Regions from separate parts of the Mus musculus genome. Here all the other regions are linked to region 1. A link is a contact called in public HiCAR-type and promoter capture Hi-C data. All regions are on one chromosome and are shown on one strand. Each heading gives the region's core, a stretch centred on a gene start, on an enhancer-like site or on the middle of the called end of the contact. The rest is flanking DNA. Distances are from core to core; before and after follow the strand shown. Region 1 holds the start of Tmem165 (transmembrane protein 165). Region 2 holds the start of Fryl (FRY like transcription coactivator). Region 3 holds the start of Ociad2 (OCIA domain containing 2). Region 4 holds the start of Dcun1d4 (DCN1, defective in cullin neddylation 1, domain containing 4 (S. cerevisiae)). Region 5 holds the start of Lrrc66 (leucine rich repeat containing 66). Region 6 holds the start of Usp46 (ubiquitin specific peptidase 46). Region 7 holds the start of Dancr (differentiation antagonizing non-protein coding RNA).

Region 1 (3,079 bases), core at 301-2,800:
ACAGGCCCCATGCCTGGATTCTGTTCTAAGGTCTTTGCTCAGGGGAAAATGGCAGTGAGCAGAGGTCAGGTTTCAGTTCTGGAAGCCACTGGTTTAGAACACAGCGAGGCAGTGGTGGGTCCCTAAAAGACCTGGGGTTTAGCTGGAACGGCATGGTGATGGGAAAATGAATATCTATCCTGCGGTCACCCTGATCTGTACTCAAGTCAGGACAGCCATTCTCTTGGAGGGCAGATAAAGACAGAAGTAGGAAAGGGAATGCCAAAATGGACCCTACTAAGAGACTAAAAAAACTCCAGAATGTAGGAGTCAAAATTGGAAATAGAGAGTCCAACTCAGAGGAAAGTAACATAGAAAGGAGAAATTCTACGAACATAGATTAAAAGGTTAATTTCTATCTATCTGGTAATGGTTAAAGAAACTTATGAGGCTCTAGTTTACCTATAAATGGAGTTTTGGAATCCCTCACTATAGAGCGCTCTACCTTTGGGCACAAGTCTCTGCATTCAAGGGCAACTTCCTTCATGCCAAAACACGTTTTTTTGTTTTTTTTTTTTTTTTAAGGGAGGGTGGCAACGCATAATCTCTAGACACTGTATCTGGCAAGAACCACAGGGTGTGCCGAGCTGAATTCGGGTGAGCATCTCTGGTTGGGTTGCTTCAACAATGGCTGATACTTCCAACAATGTGATGCTACTTCGAGAGAGACAAGTCTCCCAGCGGCTCTGTACTAAAAACTTTCTACTTGGGATGATGATTTCCAGTCTTTTCAGTATGGCCCATGTGATCAGCAGAAGGCAGAATCCAGAGCAAGCCTGTCGGTACCAGGGATCTAGAGGACCTCTGGGGAGCCCCGGTTGGGGCCCTCACTTTCCCTTCCCCCAAGCAGCCAGGCCAGGCCAGGCCGCGCCTAAGAAAGCCGTCTTGTCACCCTCCTCCCAGCGAGCGGAGCAGGGGCCGGCTCCCCTCCCCCAGCCTCTTCGGAAAGAGGGCGGCGCCGCCAGCGCGGGAGCCTGGTACCCGACTGCGGGCTCCGCGGCCTCAGCCCGCCCCATCCCCACCAGCCCGGGCTCTCACCTCGGCCCGGGCCGGCTCGAGGCCCTGCACCGCCGCGGGCTGCGGCTGCAGCTGCTGGGCGGGCGCCGGCGGCTCCTGGTTCCGATGGCTCAGGTCTTCCTCCGGGCCGGCGCGGACCCCGGCCGGGGCCCAGAGCAACTGAAGCAGCAAGAGCACGAGCAGCCTTCGCGTCGGCGCCCGGCCGCTCCCCCGGGCCGCGGCCGCCATCCCGCCCGCCCAGCCGGCACCGCGCTGCGGCAGGAAGAAGTGCAGGCGAAGGGAAGCGTCGAGCCCGGCGTGCCGGCAGGCGCCTCCGTCAGGCCTGGCTGCCGCTCAGGGGGCAGCCCTGCAGCACGCGGGACGCGGGGACCGGACCGGGACGGACCGGCGGCGGGAGCTCCGGAGCAGCTGGGCAGCAGAAGCCACACACTCCTCCAACTGCCTCCGCGGCCCAACTCCTCCGGCCCGCCCCCTGGCCAACACGACCTCCCATTGGCCCGACGTCAGCCCGGCGTCGTGACGTTTCCGGCAGGTTGAGGTGCGGCTCGCTCACTGGTCCTATTGGACCCGGCGCGCCGGGCCAGGTAGCTGGAGCTGCTTGATGGACTCTCCCTGCGTCCTCTCGGGTCCCACCAGAGACCCCCTTATTGGCCCTGGAGAGGTCAGGCTGCCAGGCTCCTACCAGTACTTCCTCAAGAGCCTTAGGTCTTTAAGGCCTAAGCCGCCGCCACCTCCACTTCTATTAAATGTCAAGTGAGTCCCAGCCCCGCTACCTACGTGGCAGGAACTGCCACACCTTTAAGTTACGATCCACCCACCCTCACCACGTCCCTGGACCGCCTACACAGAATGTTCTTTGGGGGTCCATATGCTGGGGTTTTTTGAAGGTTCTGAAGTAAGATTCGGAAGTAAAAGATGAGAACGTCCAAGCTTGATTTTAAAACATTGTTGAATAGCCGCAGACCAAAAGTCATCACTGCCCTGGCTCAGGATGCCTTATCCTGAAATAGGATATCCTGAAAAGGTTTGGAGTTGAGTGGTTAGGGTTTCTGTGGGATGGAGGCCTTGAGTAGGCAAAAGTAGAAGACAGGAAAGAATGGTTAGTTAGGCGTTAGACTAGGGCTGGATTTTTTTTTTTTTTTCTAAAGAAAAGCTGAGATACCGTACGCGCGCGCGCACACACACACACACACACACACACACACACCACAAATTGCTAACCATGTGCCAGGCACTAATCTAAATCCTACTCCTGTTTCACAAGCCATTCTTGCAACCTCTCCTTAGCCTACTCAGCATTGCTCCTTACAGAACCCTTCAAGCTATAGCTTATTTATGCTCCCAGTATTGTGAGATAACCAAGATGCTTCCTACACATAGTTTGGGGTGCAGTTGTTGTACCTCCAAGTTCATTCCTGGAGTGTAAATGTCCTGAGCCCTCAGAATACAACATGACAGGGATCAGAAGTCTAGACTCCTTCAGCCACCTCCTTTTTCTGCAAAGATTTGCCTTGCTCAAAAGGGCCTGCAGAGGAGATAGGAGTGTCAAGTGGAGAGAATAAAAGAAGCAGCCCAGTAGATGGAGGCAGAAGAGTTAGGTGTCACGGATCCTTGAGTTCTGCTAGGGACCAGGTTTATTATTTTTTTTCCTGGCGTTCTCTAGTCTATGATCATCTCAGAGAAAGGCCTCCTGGCTAAATTCTAGTTACCCCACATAAAGCAAAGAAAAAGCAAATGGCTCAAGGGCTACAGCTGCAGGAGACTGAGATGCTGATTGCAATGTTCCAGTGGCTCTGGAGCAAGACAGGAAATCTGTTCAACAGAAGATGTTAGGCAATGGGGCTCTAAAGCTCTGTCCCCAGAAGGGAGCTGGCATGGCAGTGTTACAGGAGCAGAGTCTGAAGAGAGTGTGGTTTTCGCAGCGCCTCCATGTTGCCCACCTCCCTGGCCTCACTGGGGCTCTGCCAAGTGAACTCCAGGCATCAGATTCCAAAGTGAGTAACTCTTTGTGTTCCACACAGGG
Region 2 (3,079 bases), core at 293-2,792, 2.9 Mb after region 1:
GTTCCCATCTCTTGTCTCAGCGTGTGACAATCGTGAGGGGCTGAGACTTTAGCTCACTGGTAGAGGACTTACCTTGAATGCATGAGTCCCTAAATTCATTCCCACTGCTGCAAAAATGTACAAACAATTTAAAAGGAAGGACCTGCAAACACCAATCAAGTCCCGCCTCTCTTACTGCTCCTCGATAATAATGGCTCTCTGAGTTCAGGAAAAAAGCCTTATCTCTCAACTGTCTATGCTTATTTCCCTCTCTCTAAGCTGGTCTGGTCTAGGGCGGCATTGGGCACAGCCACTTTCTTGGCACTACTGGAGGTGACTGCTGCACCTGTAGGGATCCTCTGACGTCGTCAAAGGATCGTCAAAAGTATCAAAGACCATAGAAAATAGAGAGAACACTTAACCTGTTCCTTACTATTTCTTGGCGGGTCCGAAAGCCATAACCACACTCAGGTTTTTTGGAAATAACCTTCGTTTCCTATATCTGGGGTAGGAACCTGGTGCTAAGTTAATGCAGATCCCGAGGTTGTCGCAGGATTCCTCTCCTTTAATGAGCAGGGTTCTGCCACTCAGGTTTCTCCTGGCGAGACTTCTCCCTCTTCCTTTGGGTAGATGTGCTTTCCCCGGAAAGGTGCCACTGTCCTTCAAAGACTAGCCCTCTGGTGTCCACATTTGTAACAAGAGGAACTTTGAGAATATCAGCAAAGAGGAATATATGTTTAATCTTTCCAAACAATTTTTAAAAATAATAAAAAATAGCATAGTCCCGCGCAAATGCCAGTATGACACACAGGACGTGACCTAAACGGAACTTCTAATGGGAAGAACTTAACGCTTTTCTGAACGTCCTATTGCAAGATAAACAAGGAAACCCCTGGGTTTGAAGACACCTTCGTTAATTCTTCCGGGTGCGTAAAGCCAGGAAGTCAAGGATGTGAGCAGAGTAGACAGGGAGTGTGAACTTGATTAATTCTCAGGAGCCAGTATTAGGATTTCAGGTGTTCTCACTCCATTCACGAAATAGGATTGGGCTCTCAGGATCCCGCAGCTGCTGTGGTGTGCTTTTTATCTGAAGATTTTTGCATCCTTTCCACCTCTCTTTCCCGCCTTCCTCAGTATAGGTTGTTTGTGCTCGACCTCTACCAACATTTAAAGGTACAGAGGCTTTGAGGGTGCCAAAATAGGGAAGACTTTACGACTGTCTTTCAGCCGTCCAGGGAGAGTGATAAAAGGTAAGGGGCGTGCAGACTTGCCTTTTCTTACCCAATCAGGTGCACAGGAAGATGTCTTTCTACCAATAAAAATAAAGTTAGCTTTCCGGAGGCGGGAGGGTGAGCCGTGACTGCCAGTTCTCCAAAGCAACGTTGGAGGCGAGGACCGAGAGTGATTAGAGGTAGGTCCAACCCGGGGGAGGGGGCGGGGCGAAGGTGGGGAAACTCTGAGCGGCGGGGAGGCCGGCCAGTGGAGGGCGAGGACCGCTGTTCCTGGTGTAGTATCCTTCGCCAATCAGGAAGGCGAGTGGGTGGGCGGGGCAGAGAAGGGGTGGGCAGAGCTCGCAGCACTGCCGGGCGCCCGTCGGGCTCTGGGAGAGACAGAAATCCGGTTAAAATCAGAGTCGGAGGGAGGTTTAACCACGAATCGGTCCCGATCGGATTATTCCTTAAAGGGGACGCGCCATTGTCAAAGAGAACGGAGCCTGGGGCCCGAGGGCGGGGACCGGCGGCGCTGGAGGAACGAGGCAGCTGCACGGGACTGGGGACCTGGTAGGTGCTGTTTGGGGAAAGGCGCTTCATTTCACTTTCTCTTCCAGCGCGGGGGCAGGATCCGGGATGCCCGCCGACCGTCGGCCGTAGGATCCGGGATGCCCGCCGACCGTCGGCCGTGGGATCCCGGGTCCCCGGCCCTGGCCCGGCTGCCCTTCTTGCTGCGAGCCGCGAGGGAGGCGGACCGGGATGGGCGGCTGCGGCGCCGACTGGGGAGGCTCCTAACGGACGCGGGCGCGGTACTGAGCCGGGGTCAACCGAAAGCCCGTCGGAGCTGCGGCAGACCCGTGGGGGAGCACCGCGCGCCCCGCTCTGCTGCGCGCCTCCTTCCCGGCCCGTGCCCGGCTCTCCCCGCGCTCCCGGCTGCCCTGGTCGCGCGCCGTCGTCTCCACGCTCGCTCCGCTCTTCCCGCGCGCCCGGCTGCCCTGAGCGCGCTCCCTGCGCCGCTCGGCGCGCCGGCTTGGTTCGCACGCCGCGGGTTCACCGCGACCCGGGAACCGCCCGGCGAGGAAGCGGGCGGCGGGGCGGTGGCGGCAGGCGCTACTGCTGGGTTGATCATCCGACCCGGCTGAAGGTGCCGGCAGGCGGCCTCGGGAGGAGAGGCGGCGGGCTCGCGCTGCGCGCCGAGGTTGCCGGCCCGGCCGGGCATTGTCCGCGATCCTCCGCCGCGTCTCTCCGCCCACTGCTTGCGGTGCTGGGAGGGGTGCGGACCTGGGCGCAGAGCCCACTCCGCCTGAAGCGACGGCGCACCCCCGGACCCGCGCCTTTCCGGAGCCGGGGTCGGCCCGGCGGACGCCAAAGTCACCGCCCGCCGCCGGGCCTGTGCAGCCCGGGCCACCGGCTTCGCAGACACCGGCGCTGGCTCCTCGCGGTCCGGAGCTCAGCCGTGCAACTTTTCTTTGCCTTCTAATGGGAGTTGTTGCTTCCGGGCGGCAGGTTCTCCCGGCCCGGCCGAGCCTCGTTTCTTGCGTCTGCAGAGGCCGATATCTAAGGCGATCTGGGGCCTGAATGCTTTACTACTAGTCCAGCTTTGTTCCTCATTACCTACAATCGCTTTGCTTGTAGACTTTCGAGGATATAAGTCCCAGGTTGCTGTGTTAATAAAAGAATAAATAAACGGGTGGGGGAATGGCTGAGGGGCTAGAGCTTCAGACAGAACTAAATGTGCTTTAACCTTTGAACTAGGGAAAGTATTACCGGGACTCCACGACAGAAGCTCTTCGAGGAGGGTAGAAGGGTCTGTAGGATTGGGGGGGGGGGGGAACAATGAACAACTTTTGATGGAAATAAAAGTTGGTTTTATAAACTGCTGTTCCGCC
Region 3 (3,079 bases), core at 235-2,734, 2.8 Mb after region 1:
TGAAAACCACAGCACCACAGGGGCTTATTTCTGACTTCTGGTAACAGAAAATAAAATTAGCAGGCCTACGTTACCTTTAATTTGAGAGTCAAATTGGGTCAAGGGAAAATGAAACGCCACAGGGAGAGTCTGCCGCTGTCTACTAGGGATGGAGAATCAACTAAACCAGCAATATCTTTTTTTTAAAAAAAAGTTATTTTAGTCATGTGTATGTGTGTGCAAGTGCTCACATCTGCCCACAGAGACCAGAGGAAGGAGTCTTGTCCCTTAGAGTGGAGTTTCAAGTTCTTTCAAGCCTAACTCTGGTCCTCTGGAAGAGCGGCAAGTGCTCTTAACCACCCAGCTCTGGAGGGTGGGGGCAGGAAGGTGGAGGCGTAATCAATCTTGTATTGCCAATTTCAGAGGACCGATCTTTAAATGATTAACATGTCTGTATATAGAGCTGAGCAGAAATCTGATCTGGAAGGCCAAAGGACACATTGCTGGGCTTGGTGACCTCCTGAAATGGGTATAAAGTCAACTAAAAGCAAGCAGGGGTGGTGCTTTCTCCACTGTACATTTCCCCAGTGGACTGTTATGGTGATAAGTACCCTGAGAGGACACAACTTTTCCTGAGTGTGAAAGAGAAGAGGGTCTTTTTCCAGCCAGGCTGGAGGCCAGGGTAGAAAAGGCCAGGACAGGGCCTGGAGAGATGGCACAGTGGCTAAGAGCACCTGTTGTTCTTGCAGAGGACTTGGGTTCAGTTCCCAGCACCCGCTTGGCAGCTCACAAGCATCTGTAACTCCAATTCCGGGGGGTGGGGGTGGGGGGTCCCGATGCCCTCTTCTGATCTCTGTGGGCAGCAGGAAATGAACTGTTAGTCACAGGATGTTAGTTTGGACAGAGGGGTGGGTAAGGAAGCCCCGTTGTGGGGGTTAAAGCTAGAAAATATAAGTTGCCTCTGGAATTGCAACTTCCAAATTTCCCCCCTCAGCACTGCAAGACTGGTCAGTCAGTCAGTCTCTGCAGACAGAGCGTCTTTCTGGAAATTCTTGTTCACAACACACACATACATTTACATAGATACACATTCACACATGTATACATGCATTCACACACCACCACTCACATACATGCACACCCTCTCATACTCCTAGACACCATCAAATGCACTAACACACATATACTTACACTCAGTCACATACAATTACATAGACATACATACATACATGTATACGCTCATATATACACTTACCCACACTCACATAATATAGGCACAGGTTTATGCTAACATATATTTACATACATACACACAGAGACACACATATATACTCATATGTGTTCACATATATACTTGCACATTCTCACATACATAGGCACTCATTTATAGTCACACATACTAGGATATACGCGCGCGCGCGCGCACACACACACACGCACGCACGCACACACACACACTCAGTGCCTTCCCCTCATAGGCTAGCCATTGGGAGGGTAAAAGCTTGGCAAAAGAAGGCTAAGGAACCAAGGTGGGCTGTAATTGACTCCCTCGGGGTTGGGGACCCTACCGGGCTGTCCCGGCTGTCCGCAGCACAGTGCTTTTGTTCTGAGGTGAATGCTTAAATCCGCCCAGAGAGGGGGTTCAGGGAAACAGTTGGAGTCGCCTGTGTTTTTGTTGGGAGGACGGAGTCACGTGAAAAACAATGAGGTAGAGTATAGCAAGTGTTAGGAAGAGACTGAGAAGTGGGGGCTTCTGGAAAGTGCTGGATTCTCCCAGTGTCACCAACAGAGAATGAGACTGCAAGTGGGGGCGGGCTGCACTTGCTGAGTCTTGAGCTAGCGACGCGCAGAGGTGCGGGGAGGAGCGAGCGCTGGAAGGAAGAGGAAGGAGGGAAGAAAGGAAAGATCGCCAAGAAAAAAGGTGAGGGGAGAGGAGAGGGGCCCTGGGGTTCGGGTTGGGGCGGTGGGCGTGTGCGGCGCGCGGGAGGGGTGTCTGCAGTCGTGTGTGTGTGTGTGTGTGTGTGTGTGTGTGTGTGTGTGCGCGTGCGTGCGCAGCTCCGCCTCGGTAGCACCCACCCGCACTTGTGAGCCCACAGAGGGTGGTGTGCGGGCAGGAGAGGTGGCCTGGGGCAGTGTCTTTCTCTGCTGGCTTTCCTTCCCGGGTGCTGGGGACTTGCGCAGGCCCTTCACAGACTGCACCGCCGCCGCTCCGCCGTAGCCAGTCTCCAACGCTTGCCTGCCTGGCTCCTCTCCAGGTGCCACCAACTCCTGCGACCCCAAGCAGGGGTGTAGCTTGGAGTTTTGCAGGCAGCCTTCTTGGAAGGGTCTAGCCTTTAAATCTAGCTAGCTGATTCTGGGCCAACCTCCCCTCCCCCGCCACAGACTGGGTCAGGCACCAGACCTGAGAGTGTGTGCGTGTGTGTTCACGCGCATGTGCCCAGAAGGTAAGGCTTGCTCAAAGCAAGCAACTGGGTTCTGGAAGACCCAGCCCACCAACACTGAGGTGTGTGGTTGCTTGCTTCCTGATTCTTGAGATGGCTCTGGGTCTGACTGGGAATTTAAAAAAAAAAAAAAAATCATCTAATTTGCCTATAGGTGGCAAAGATTTCCTAGGGTCTTAATTCCTAGAAAATAAGATGCCCAGAGCCACTCTGACAATTGTTCCCCTACTGTTCAGACACCTATCACTGTGCCCTGGTCCTGTCTTCATTTCTCATCCCCATCCTTGCACAGCTTAAGACTGCTGTGCCCAAGTCTCAGATGACACAGTGGAGGCCCAGACACTTTATATCCCTTATTCCAATTCTCAGGACCTGCAAAGAAAGTCAGAATTAAAACTGGTGTGTTGCAGGACATTGTTCCAGACTTTTAACAATGCACTCGGGTGGCAGACAGATCTCTGGGAGTTTGAGGCCAGCCTAGCCTGCACAGGGAGTTAGAGGACAACGAGAGTGACATAGTGAGACTCTATCTCATGGGGACAGGTGCACACAGTCAGGCTCTTATTACCCTCTCCAGTATCTAACACTGTAGAGCATCATGTTACTCCCCAACAACACTAGGCACCCAAGATGGAATGTACAGGGAGGGGCCCTGGGCT
Region 4 (3,079 bases), core at 193-2,692, 2.7 Mb after region 1:
GGGGAGCCAGACCCTAAAGGAAACCCCTAAAGCACCCTCCCGGTGCTTCGGGCGGAGGTAGCTTCTCGCACGCGCGTTGCTATGCCTCCAAAGCGGCCCTCCGTACAAGGTAACAGGTCTTGACGCATCAGCCTCTACACCTGATGGCCAGAAATTAGAGAACTGCGTCACACACTGCCAAACCTACGGACCGCCGGGGACCCCGACAACCTCTTACGCCAATTCCTCCACCCCGCTTCCAGGACCCCTGCGGGTCGAGTCAGCTCGCAGACAGCGGCCTCCCGGTCCTGTAACCCCAGCCCGCGCTGACCTCGCTCCCCGTTGCTCGCCGAACGCGGAGGCTACTGCCAGCCTCGGGACACCTCCCGGGTACCCGGCCCCGCCCCCTCTCCTCAGTGCACCCCGAGGCTCAATGGTGGTCCCCTCCTAGGCTGGAACCGGGCCTCTCCAGGGAGGAGGCGCCTCCCCCAATGGACAGTCCAACGCTCCCCACCCCGCCCCAAGAGCACCGTACCCGAAGATGACAGCCCTCCCAGTCCCCGCTTCTCCCCACCTACTCTTCCTCCTAACTCACTCCGCACACCCTCCCCGACCCCTGTCCCAGCCCCCAAACTGCACAGCAGTCCTATCCGCCATCCACTCCTCCGGGGACCGCCTGTCCCAACACCTGCCCCCCAAGCCCTCTCCCCACTCCCGACCGCCGTCCCGCACACCGGACTCCACAACTCTCCCATCCCACCGCGGCGTCTCCCACTCCATGGCCCCCGTTACATCACCCCCCATCCCCTCACCGGCCCGGCCGCTGCCCCAGCTCCCCACCCATTGTTCCCGCCCCCGCCCCCAGCCCTCCTTCCCATTGTCCCCGCCCCCTCTCCCCTCGCACTCCCCCGCCTTCCCCGGTAGACCGTACGGCTCGGGCCCCGCAAGCCTCACCCTGTACTCGGACCGCAGGCCCTCTCCCTGCCCGCTCGTACCACCCCCGACCCCAGCTGCCAGCGCCCGCCGCCGTCTCCACCTCCGTGCACCACCGACTCTCGGCCCCCGGCCTTCCAGAATGTCCCCCCTCCCCCAACCGCGGAAAGCCAGCCAGTCCCCACCCCCTCCCCGCCGCCCCTGCCCCCGCCCCAGCCGCCCGCAGCGTCACGGCCCTCGGACTCCAGGAGGGGTTCAACCCGCTCCCGGGCCAGGGACTCCAGCGCGATCGGAACCGGAGAAGTGGAGAAGGGAGCGCAGGAGCGGACGCGGTGTGCGGGCCCGCTGGCTCTGTGCTACTCACTGACAGCTGCAGCATCCGAGTGCATTTTCGGGCAGCTCACACCCGCCTGCCGCCCGGGCTCCCGCGCTCCACTCGCGGTCCCCCTACCGACTCCCCAAACCTTAGCTCGCAACAGAGGACCGCCGGCTTCTTCTCCGGCCCGCCCATCCCGCCCTTCTCATTGGCTAGACCCCAGCCGGGGGACCGCCCCTCTTCGGCTCTCATTTGACCGAAGAAGTGCTGGTTGCGCCGCCTGCAGCTGGCAAGGAGGCCCCGCCCCCTAGACTGCAACGTGATTGGCCCCGGCGTCTCGCCTCCGACCGCCCCTGGTGGAGGCCACTGTTCGGAGCCGCAGGTTGGACCCAACGGCTGTCAGTCATTCAGGGGTCCGAAAGCGCGTGGAGGGGCGAGACTGGGGAATTGGTCCACCTTGACCCTGAAGCCCCGCCCTGTGGCGGGCGGATCCTGGAGCGGGAGACCAACCGAGAGCCCAGCCGAGAACCTGGGTTAAGCATCCGAAACAAAGCAGCCTGAGGGACCTAGAGCCAAGCTCCAGCCCACAGGGACTGGTGTTCCCTGGGAGGCCATCGGCCAGATCCCGCTACTGCCCGCGCCCGGGTCCCGCCGGTTCTCCTCAATCGTTTCCCATTGCGGAAAATTAGAAGAAGAAAAATATCTCCGCTTTCCTCCCCTTTATGCCACAACCTTTCTGTCCTCAACTTTGGAAATGCGCCTCTTTTTCAGAGTCAATTATTCAGAGTCATGCGTTACTTGCGCCAAAGGTTTCGAATGCTTCAGGCATTGAACGTCAGACACCTCTGCGGTCCCCAGACAGCGAGAGAAAAACCTAGTGCCACATTAGGCTCTGGGGTCAGCCTGACACCAAGATAAGCCAGGTCCCCTGACTATAAAAGTCTAAGAAACATAAGTCGAACCTGGCCAAACCGCTGTTTAGCAGAGGGAAGCGTTAATGGGGTTGTGATTGTTAAGTGTCCTAAATACTGCTTTTGTTGTTTCTTGGAGTTTTTCAGTACTTGAAAACCAGTTCTCCACAATCACAGGTAATGCAATAACGCTGAGATGTGCGAGGGTGGGCGCCCCGCCCCCACCGCAAACACACACTCCATGTCCAAACCTCGCTTGCCCCAACCACAGCCTGGACAGCCTGTAGATTCCGCCACACGCACTGGATGATATGACCAAAGATAACAAAGGGGTCCTGCGTTAGGATTCTGAATTCTACAGCCCAGGCTCTTGAGTTGTAGAGTTCTGAAATCCGGACAAATGTTACAAGCGCAAAACAGCTTACAGTCCTTGTTATCTACATCACTGTGTTTGTTACTGTGATATGTTCCATCTCATCGCCCTCTATTTCTCTGTAATTAAATTGAATCCCAATAACGCAATCTTTCATATTTGTCATTCAAATGCATATGATTCACTTCATCAAATTGCAAAATATCAGAATTGCATCTGAAGACAAGAACTCTTCATAGAGCATTCTTTTGGGTCTCCTTAACAGGACAGAGTCTTAGCCAAGTCTCATAAACAAAGGAAGGTACTTGTAGGCTCCTGGGTTGGGAGCTTCTATATTTTTTTAAGTGCTTATTCTGGGCAAAGTCTTTTTGTGTTCATTATTCTGTTCCTGATTTCAGCCTAATATAGTAAGAACTACAGTTTATTCGTGTTTCTGAGACTTTCTTATGTATAATATTTGTTGTGTTTGAGTTTTGTTTCCCATATTATTTTGCACAGAAAAGAGGTTTACTTCTTGGTACTTGTAAATTAAAATAAGCCCGTGATTTATATTAGTTATTAATCTGC
Region 5 (3,079 bases), core at 152-2,651, 2.6 Mb after region 1:
CCAGACACTAAGTGCAGATTTTAGATGTAAAGAAAGAGAGCAATTTATACCTCTGGATATATTCAAGTATTGTTTAATAACTAAATAATGCTCAGAAAAATCACGCTTGGAATTCTCATGTCCATGCTCAGTGTATTTTTAAATTGTACATTTGTTTCATGTTCTATTTAAATTTGTTTTGAGAATTTCTTTAAATAAATATTTTTACTAAATCCACAGAACCCTATATTACAAAGTATTATTTACTGAATACAATTCATGAGAAAAAAGTGTATTTTTACGTCTGTGGGAAACACTTGTGTTTTGATACATCTCCATTGAGCACTTTGAAGTTTGAGCATATCCTGCTGCTCTGTAAAGCGCGTGGTTACTAGGTATGCTATTTTAGACTGCATTTTGGGTAGACCCTCTGACACACTGACCTGAAAGCAGAGAAGCGGAGCTTGGTGCACAGTGAAGCGGCACTGTTAAATCTGGCCACCAGGGGGCGTATGCCTTCTCATGTGTTCATTTCTTCGGTTTTGAACATAGCACACTGAGAGGACTTACTGCAGCGCTGGGGAAGGTAGGTGCAGGAAGGACCCAGGGAGGAAAGCAAACACACATTTAACAGACAGTATTCGAGAGGTGAATATCAATGCAAAGAGATAGAAATAAAAAGAAGACCCCTTCCAGACTGTCCAGTGAGAGGTTGGGGGGTGGGGGATACACAACACAAAGCAGGAGCTACCTGCCGACTCGGCAACCTTTTAAAATATTCTTCGGTGGCAATCTTCTTGCACTGTGACAGAAGCAAAATAAACTTTGTGTGATAGTTTTGGTGATGAAAGGTAGAATTTCTACCTGTTTTTGATGAGTGGTTTGTGTTTTCTTGTTTGTTTGTTTTTTGCTTTTTTAAAGGAGTTAAAAACTTGTTTTTAACTTGATGAAGAGGAGACCACTAAAGTGCTGCTCATGGTAATCTTTTGAACGACATCAAGAGGGGCAAAGTTTACAAGTTATGCCACACAAAAATATACCTATGTATTTCAGATTGATGACCTCTGTTTACAATAAAGCTCTGTGAACTTGGCGGTCAGTTTCTTCGTGACTTTATTAATGAGCATCTACATTAGCACAAACACACAGATTCTAAATATGGCTGGAGACTGGAGCATCAAGACCTGCTTATGCGACCTCTCTGCAGGCAGAGGTAGAGAGCCGCCCAATCTCAGTTTAGATTCTCACCTTCTGGGCCTTAGAAGAAGGCTTCTCTCCGAGTGGCCGAGGAAAGGGTGTGGACTCAGTAAGGGAGGAGCCCAGAGATGAAAGGGTTGGGCTGGCTGCAGAGCTGGGTAAGGTGGGCGGAGTCTCAAGGGCACAGATTTAAAATCCTCCCCTGGCTGGATCAGCTGGAGACAGACCAGTTAGAAACTACCTAAGGACCCTCAGGTAGGCCCCCGGAGCAGCGTCCTGCCCTTCCTGGGCCTCATTTCCGGAAGGGCTTCTATCCACTGTTTCCCCTTTCTTTTTCCAATTTCTTAGAGAAGAATTCATCTTTTCTCTACTTCCGTTTTTCCTGTTACCTTCTCGGTCTCACTCCGACTACACGTTCTCCAGTTATTTCTACTTCCTCACACTTCAACCCAAACGAGTCTCAAAAGTCAATTTCTACTTAATTACCTGTACTTTCCTCTGGAGTTCTCCCGTTTGTGGGGTTTGGTGGTGGTGGTGGTGGTGGTGGGTGGTTTGGGCTTTTGGGTTTTTGTTTTGTTTGTTTGTTTTCTGGGTTTTGTTTTGTTTTGTTTGTTTTTTGTTTTTGGTTTTTGGTTTTTTGGTTTTTACCTCACATAGACATTTGTATGTAATATAATGCTTCTTTTCATCTCAGACATAAAATTATACTAATCTGCCTGTTTTTAGTGCAAATCTATTCACGTATCAATCTCTTCACCTCGAAAAAGGCCAGACTATAAAAACCTTTCATTTATATTCCATTTTAAAAATGTATGTTTGAACCCCATTTTTTTCTTCAGAGTTGAAAGAATGTGCATAAGTATGATCGCTGTAATTTTTTTGCTACTATTACATTAGCTTGACGTCCAGTTGTATGCACAATGATTGCAGCGTTGGCATCAAAATAAATCTCTCTCTGACCAAGAAAATGAATTCAGCTTTTGGTATTGCGTAAGGGGCATACTATAATTTACTCCTTGCCGTAGGTAGGGCACCTTTGCAGTTTATGTACCTAAATTTAGATGCCCTCTGAGAGATGGGAGAGTTGACCTTGCATGAAACAAAAGTTTAGAAGTTGCAGTGAGAATGTCCTTCATTCTGTGCATTCATTCATGCAGAAAGCATAGCCAGTGACAGGCTCCAGAGCCTTAACTCTAGGAGGCACACGGGGGGGGGGGTGGGGGGGGGGCTACTTGCTCTCCTTTCCCTTTTGTGCTAACAATGTGTGATGGCATTGACATTCTGTCAAGCTGAGTGGAATTGAATGCATTCACTCAGTAGTTACTGAAAATATCGGGAAAGCAAAGGCGAAGAAAGCATTGGCTACTGTGAGAAAGGCAGGCTCAGACCCTACAAATTGAGATGAGACTTGACGGATGTGCACTCTTCAGACCGTAGAGGGGAGTGGCATTGACCGTGGGTTAGAGGCAGACGCAAAACTCATTTTACTGTGAGGTAGACACATGCATCCCTAGCCCAGGCCACGGCTTGCCGTTGCCCTGCAAGGGCCTCATCAAGGTAGCTGTGGTATAGAAAGTTCTGAATGCCTACCTTGGGAATTTGGACTATAGGCAATTAAAGAAACACTTAAAATTTTCGAAGGAGAAAAAAATGCATATGGAAAATAATATTGGGGGTAGAATGATCCCTGGAATTACCTATGATGCAGAGGAGAGTGGGCAGGAGGGCAGGAAGCTCAGCAGAGCTATTCTAGTATTTCAGACGTGACAGTGAGACCAGGCAGGAATGGGTGATTTGTGGCTGAGAAAAATTGTTTGTATTCTGGTTTTGTCTTTGCAGGGTTTAGCGCAGAGCAAATCTCACAAATCCATTTCCCCCACCTCTTGCAGGTGCTTTCTTGCAT
Region 6 (3,079 bases), core at 267-2,766, 2.1 Mb after region 1:
ACGCACAAAGCTGAGGCCTTCAGCTTGTGACATTTCTCAGTCTTTAAGCTTTTCAGGACCTTACTGTGTTCTGGCCAGTCATAGTTAGGGTGTTTTATCGATGGTCCCCCTCCCCTGCCCCCTCCTCAAATGGTGCCCCTCCTAAGTTTAGCATGCCTTTATCTGTACTATTTATTTGAGAAACACAGAGCTGGGTTGGATACCTGCTCTGTAAGCCTTATGGAGCTAACCATGTCTATTAACTAATCATGTAGAAGCTGGAAGAGTCGTAACTGACAGCAGTAAAAAAGAATGAAAGTAAAATTCAGGTAGAATGAGTCATTGTGAGCAGGAATATTAATCCTTCTACACACTGAAAAATACAGTATCCATGTGACCCGTCCCCCACCCTCACCCTTCAGTCAGTGGTTTTGTCTTCTATTTCCACCCCAGATCCTAGAAGAATTACCAATGGATGGATGGCTCTCATGTTATGTGTATAACCCTAGCCCCCCAGCCCCCAGTATGTTACTCTTGGCTAGACAGAGCTGTCTTCAATTATATTAATTTCTCTCCTAATTTAATTCTCCACAAAATACATTGGTTTGGGAATTTATCACGTTTCACATGCACAACTTCCCTGTGGAAAGCTTGGGACTGCAAACTTGTCTGCACAATTATTCCCCATGTTTGAAATGAACTCTTTCAGTTCTCACGAACATATCCCTCAAGTGGTGTGTACAGTGTGCACCCTGAGCCTGCAGTCTGGGCCTCCGCAGGAAGGTGTAAAAGCTCAAACAAAACTGAGATCAGGAGCTCCGAGGATGGGAGATAGGAAAGTTTTGTTTTGGTATTTCCTGGACAGCCTCTAGTACCGCCCAGAACCTGGCCATTTCCTCTGTACCTGCTAATGTCACAAATCTCCCGAGTGTGCCTGCTTAGACCCGGAATTCTTTCCTTTCTGGGAACCTTTCCCTAGGCAGCTGGGTTGCTGCTGGCTAGGGCTTTCTGGCCACGCCCATGTCCTGGTCTCATTTTACTTTTCGGGTTCCGGCGGATGCCATCTGGCTAGAACCCTGGAGAGAAACTTTAAAGTTGACTACACTCACCCTTAGACCCTTATTCATATCCTCCACTAGCTAATCCCTAACGCCCAAGGCTTGCTGGACACCAGCAGAAACGGGCAGAGGGAAACCGGGAAGCGAGCACGCCCGTGTCCCCGCGGTGTAGGTCCCCAGCCCAGTGCCCGGTACGGTCCTGGGTCCGGCGGAAAGGCCGCGGTGCTGGGTTTGCTCGGGGCTGGCCTTACGGTGCAGCTGGCACCGAGCGGGACCCTAGGGCAGAGGAGCAAGAACGGCTTCCAGTGGGGTCAGCCGAGCGGGTCCTGGCTGGCAGCGGGAGCATAGCAGTGGCCTCGGTTCCGCGCCTCCCGGCTCCGGGCTCCTCCTCCCGCCGGCCGCGGCCCGGGCTGCGTCGCTCCGCCACTCCCCGCCCCGCGCCGCCGCCCCGCCCTCGCCGCCGCCCGGCCTCGCTCGCCCAACCCCACTGCAAGCCGGCCCCAGGCCGCCTCGCCGCCACCCGGCCTCGCTGCGCGCCACCATGGACAGTCCCGTTTTCCCCTGGTAAAGATGGCGGTGCGCGATCGCTGCAACCTTTAGACTAATGACTGTCCGAAACATCGCCTCCATCTGTAATATGGTGAGTGGCCGCCGAGCCTCCGGGGGTCGCGCCCGCAGCGAGCCAGGCAAAGAAAGGGAACCCCGGGCTGGAGCTGCACGCGCGCCGCGGTCGTGGGGGCCGTGCGGCCAGAAGTTCCCGGTCCCGAGGCTGGGCCGGCTGACCGCAGTCCCCCCCACCTCTGTCCCAGCCGGGGACCCCGAGCGGATCCCAGGGATCCCCAGGGCGGCCCCATGCCCCCGCCCTCGAGTTGCGGTGCGGGTGGTGGGTGGGGGTGGAGGTGGAGGGTGCGAGGTGGCTGCACAGCGAAGTCCCGAGGGAGGACCATGAGGGTACGAGCCCGGAGTGGAAGGAAGCAAATCCTTCTGGTGCAGTAAATAAACCCTTACTGGACTCGCCGACTGTCCTCTGCTCCTTCTGGAGTTCAGCCTTGATTGTATTTAAGATTCACTTTGCAACAGCAGTGCTCTTACCAGGAGAAATTGGATAGACATGAAAGCTGTGACCAAAAAATAAAAAATAAATAAAAAATAAAAATTCCAAGTGAAGAATCTGGTTAGAGAGGTGAACTAAAACCTGGTATCGGAAAAGCATGGCAATTTGTTCTGGAGGCCTCAGTTTCCCCACCTGCATGCAGGAGATTATAAGGAGACAGGAACGTTTGCAGGCCCTGGGAGTGAGTGGCTGTAGGTGTGAGGAAGTCTGCAGGGGTTGTCCTGCCCCGCCTCCTCTCCTTTTAGCTTGGACACTGCCTGGTCTGTCTGATAGGGTGGGGGTCTGGGGGGGGGTGTTACCCAGCAGTCACTTTAATTTAGATTTCCCCCATTACTTTCCAGTTCTGTTTAGTTTCCTCGGGACCAGTTTCTAGCCCTTGGGGCCACTGAGTGTACTCAGCTAGCACCCCCACTTGTGGGAGCCATAGGGAGGTCAGGGGTAAGGCACTGGGGTGTGGGAGTTGAGGAGGGTGTGTGTTCTGCCTGTACTTTCTGTATCCTCACCCCCTTAGACCCCCTTCAAACTGGAACACTGTTTTTTTTTTTTTTTTTGTTTTGTTTTGTTTTTCCATTTTGGGGAATCCATCCCCGCCCCCACCCCCCTCCGCCACCAAGTTAGACAGTAATGCTAGCATCTAAAGGAAATCTGAGGAGGCCTGATTAAGTAGGCCTCAGGTAAGGTGATCTGGCTGCCCTTCCCCCATCACACAGCTCTTTAAATCTTCTGTCCCACATTCTGTTGCAAGATCAACACATGGCACAGCACATTAAGGAGCCATGTGTTAGCTCAGGTGGAGTTGAGACCTGCTGGGGCTGGCCCCAGCTCTCTGTGCTGGTCCAGGCCAGCAGAGCAAACGCAGGAGGTCCCAGAGAGGTAGCTAGCTGCCTGCTTGGTGGTACAAATCTCCTTAGCCGATGGCTCCCGCAGC
Region 7 (3,079 bases), core at 208-2,707, 2.1 Mb after region 1:
TTGGAAAACAATTGAAAAACAATGCTAAGAAATAACCTTACAGCTAGCAGTGGCTGGCACCAGGCCTGACAGCCTGAGTTTGATCCTAGGGACGCACGCACATGGTGTTAGGACAAATTGCTCCAAGTGGTTCTGACCCCCCCCCCCCTCCCCAGTAATAAGAACAAGTGAACAAGCCATAGAATTGACACAGGAAGCCTTTATTAAAGATTATGGAAAATTACTCATAGGCAACAATATACAGGTTAACACACCTCAATTGCTAGCACGTGACTGGTTACTAGCAAAGAACTTGTCCTAACGAAGTCCAGATACATTCTAATGATCTAGCATGAAATCTTTGCATCTTTAAAACGGCGAGCATGTCATAGCCATGCAGATCTGATTCTAGGGCAGTGGGACATGAAGAAGGGGTGGGGCAGGATCCTAGTACATTGATTAAAATCTTTAGCAAACTACCTTCAGGGTAATCAGTTACAAGGCCATTCAAGGAAACTCACATGGCCCTCACTTCACCTATTTCAGCTTCGATACTAATCCTAAAGTGGAATACAGGCAAACCTGGTCACTACATGCAAGAGTACTTCACCTTGGAGCCATTCAGTCACGGGTTTCTTGTAGTTTTCAACCTATGAAAGAATAAAAATGTTTCACATAAGTGGAACATACTCAACTATATCCTTTCCAGCTGACCTAAAATCTCACTTCTAGAAAAGCAAATGTATTCTTGTCTTCTGAACTTTCTCCTCCAACCAAATTAAACCAGGTAGGCTACGTTTTCTTTTCTTTAAAATCCTATATCACTACCTAGCAATCGCCAGAACCTAAAATGCGCACATTCAAGTTTTAAATGAAGCTTTTGGTTCATTTGTGACTCCAGACAGGATCCAAAGAGGAGGTGTAGTTTTCCTCTCTGGGTTTTATGGAGAGTTCCTTTACCCTTCTGTGTTAGCCTCTTAAAGTACTGCGACAACCTTAAAAGGGCACAGGAAAGGGCGACTGGGGAGGCCCGGCGCAGCTCAACAAAGACAGGCCTGGAACCTCCGTCTTCTCGGCCACGTGGCCAGGGCCTGCCTCCGATCAATGCCGGGACGTACCTGCGCTTGTGTCCGAGGCAGCAGCACGGCTGGGCAGTGGGGACCGGCTCGGGTGGATCGGCCTGCAGAGGGAAAGGGCGGTGGTCAGGGTGCCCGGGTCGGACGGCACAGAGGACTTTGTGTCTCGCGCAGCCCCGGGCTGGACACTGCCGCCCGCCCCGCGGGCCGCTGAGAACTGCTCTACCCCTCCGTTCTGGCCGCCGGGAGCAGCTGAGCTCGGGGCGGGCAAAGCTCGAGGGGACACGGGGACATCCTGACACCCTCCCACGAGGACACTCACCACCAAGGCCGGGACCGAAAGACCGAGCCGCTGCGCGCTGCGTTAATACAGCCATCCGGGAGAGGGGCGGAGCTGCCCCCCCCCCCCGAGACCTGCAACCAATCAGAGGGCCGCTTGGAGGGGGCAGAACAGGAAAAGGAGAGCAGCCAATCGTCAGAAGGATTGTAGGCGTGGCTGGTATGGGAAGCCAATCGTCGGGACGTTTCGGACCCGGTAGGGTGGGGCCGTTGACTTCCAGCAGCAGGTTCTCCACCCACTGCGGTGTTGGAAGCGTTGAGGCTGTGCTCAGTGGAAACCTTCCTTTCCTGAAGCTATGCCGGTGCTAGGTGTGTTCCGACTTAGATCCCTTCTTGTTCAGCTAGTTCACTCCCAGGGCCCCTCCTTAACCCTGAGAGGAGCTGCCTTTTTCTGTGTTCCTGGAGAGTAATATCAAGGAGAAATGTTGCTGGAGATGTGAGGCAGTTAGTTCTCAACAGAGCTCTACCACAGAGCTACCTCCTCAGCCCGTACCATTAATTTTGAGTCAGAGTCTCTCTTAGGTGCCCACACTGCTTTCTAACTTACTGTGTAGCTAGTTCAGGGTATTCATCAAACTTGTTATCCTCAGTGCTACGTGCTAGGATTGCTGGCATGCATGCCACTCTCCACCTAGGCTATACCTTTGTCTTGTTTTTAGTGGTCCTGGGTTAAAAGTAGAGCCTGGCGTCTCAGATCCCAAACCCTTTTATTACTTTGAAACTAGGTCTCACTAAATTTCCCAGACAAGACTGGAACTTTCCGTCCTTCTGCCTCAGCTTCCTGAGTAGAAGGGACGACAAATTTTCACCACCAGGCCTGGATATGTGCTTAACTTATTTTAATGAGAATTTCCACGGTCTGAGATGATTTTATTGGCAAGGTTTTTAAAATAATAATAATAATAATAATAATAATAATAAAATTATTTTTTTAATTTGAAGAAATTAAATTTCCAAACTTATATTAAAACTAAAAATGTTCAAAGAGCCACGTGCCTGCGTTCTTCTCTCGGCTAAAAGCCAGCCATTCATTCCAGACCTGGCGCATCTATCGTCTTGGTCTGTTGGGGGAGGGGGGGTATTTTAAAGCAAATCTCAAGCTTGGTTTGTTTCACCTCTTAATATTTCAGTATTTATTTCAAAAGAAAAGAGGCCATCTTGCCTGAGGACAATGCCAATGTGATTGCTAGAATAAACAGCCGCTCCAAGTTCACAGCAAGACTATTCTGATACAATGTTACTTTACAATGAGTTCGTTTGAATAAGGACTCTAAGTCTATTCATCATGCTCGCCTGTGTTTCTTTACAGCCACTTTTAGTCTAGATAAAAAAAATGATGACCTGCTTTGTCAACTTGCTTTGACTTTTTAGATAACTTTTTGAGATTGAACCCAAGTGTTATAGGTCACCCTTTTAAGTGTACAAATCGGTGTTTTTAAATATTCCTCAAGGTTTTATAATCATCTCCATTGTCTACTCCCAGATCATTTTGCAGTCAGCGTCTTATTGGAAAAAGAAGCCCCATGGGGCTGGAGAGATGGCTCAGCAGTTAAGAGCACTTGCTTCTCTTGCGGTTCCTCGCACCCACTACCTGCAACGCCAGGCTCCAGCTCCACAGTCCCCTTTGGACAACAACAAGTTCACACAAACACACACACATAACAGTAAATAATAATACATTTTTT

The links. Promoter capture Hi-C pulls out the DNA fragments that hold promoters and counts their contacts. HiCAR-type assays count read pairs that join an accessible place to other places.
Region 2: a contact with region 1 is called in a promoter capture Hi-C map of liver, with 4 times the contacts expected there. The contact joins the promoter of Fryl here to the promoter of Tmem165 in region 1. A contact is called at or near these places in 3 of 39 promoter capture datasets (cranial neural crest, hippocampal neurons and liver).
Region 3: a contact with region 1 is called in a promoter capture Hi-C map of hippocampal neurons, with 3 times the contacts expected there. The contact joins the promoter of Ociad2 here to the promoter of Tmem165 in region 1. A contact is called at or near these places in 2 of 39 promoter capture datasets (the 3T3-L1 cell line and hippocampal neurons).
Region 4: a contact with region 1 is called in a HiCAR-type map of astrocytes, with 7 times the contacts expected there. The contact joins the promoter of Dcun1d4 here to the promoter of Tmem165 in region 1. A contact is called at or near these places in 3 of 39 promoter capture datasets (cranial neural crest, hippocampal neurons and pre-B cells), 1 of 115 datasets of contacts at active chromatin or transcription factors (astrocytes) and 1 of 9 other capture datasets (liver).
Region 5: a promoter capture Hi-C map of liver shows a contact between it and region 1, with 3 times the contacts expected there. The contact joins the promoter of Lrrc66 here to the promoter of Tmem165 in region 1. A contact is called at or near these places in 4 of 39 promoter capture datasets (the 3T3-L1 cell line, hippocampal neurons and liver).
Region 6: a promoter capture Hi-C map of neutrophils shows a contact between it and region 1, with 3 times the contacts expected there. The contact joins the promoter of Usp46 here to the promoter of Tmem165 in region 1. A contact is called at or near these places in 4 of 39 promoter capture datasets (the C10 cell line, liver, neutrophils and 1 more).
Region 7: a promoter capture Hi-C map of pre-B cells shows a contact between it and region 1, with 4 times the contacts expected there. The contact joins the promoter of Dancr here to the promoter of Tmem165 in region 1. A contact is called at or near these places in 2 of 39 promoter capture datasets (hippocampal neurons and pre-B cells).

The regions. Positions count from the first base shown.
Region 1 is chr5:76,182,351-76,185,429 of GRCm38.p6, reverse strand. It overlaps Tmem165 (transmembrane protein 165), which reads right to left and starts at 1,550. Exons shown (of 6, transcript NM_011626.2): 1 at 1,078-1,550. The coding sequence starts at 1,284.
Region 2 is chr5:73,255,081-73,258,159 of GRCm38.p6, reverse strand. Fryl (FRY like transcription coactivator) reads left to right here and starts at 1,542. Exons shown (of 63, transcript NM_028194.2): 1 at 1,542-1,760.
Region 3 is chr5:73,337,352-73,340,430 of GRCm38.p6, reverse strand. It overlaps Ociad2 (OCIA domain containing 2), which reads left to right and starts at 1,484. Exons shown (of 7, transcript NM_026950.4): 1 at 1,484-1,900.
Region 4 is chr5:73,489,389-73,492,467 of GRCm38.p6, reverse strand. It overlaps Dcun1d4 (DCN1, defective in cullin neddylation 1, domain containing 4 (S. cerevisiae)), which reads right to left and starts at 1,442. Exons shown (of 11, transcript NM_178896.5): 1 at 1,277-1,442. The coding sequence starts at 1,301.
Region 5 is chr5:73,630,743-73,633,821 of GRCm38.p6, reverse strand. Lrrc66 (leucine rich repeat containing 66) reads left to right here and starts at 1,401. Exons shown (of 5, transcript NM_153568.1): 1 at 1,401-1,431. Sgcb (sarcoglycan, beta (dystrophin-associated glycoprotein)) reads left to right here. Exons shown (of 6, transcript NM_011890.5): 6 at 1-1,073.
Region 6 is chr5:74,066,848-74,069,926 of GRCm38.p6, reverse strand. It overlaps Usp46 (ubiquitin specific peptidase 46), which reads left to right and starts at 1,516. Exons shown (of 9, transcript NM_177561.3): 1 at 1,516-1,677. The coding sequence starts at 1,642.
Region 7 is chr5:74,091,438-74,094,516 of GRCm38.p6, reverse strand. It overlaps Dancr (differentiation antagonizing non-protein coding RNA), which reads right to left and starts at 1,457. Exons shown (of 1, transcript NR_145133.1): 1 at 180-1,457. It overlaps Snora26 (small nucleolar RNA, H/ACA box 26), which reads right to left and starts at 987; the gene lies at 867-987.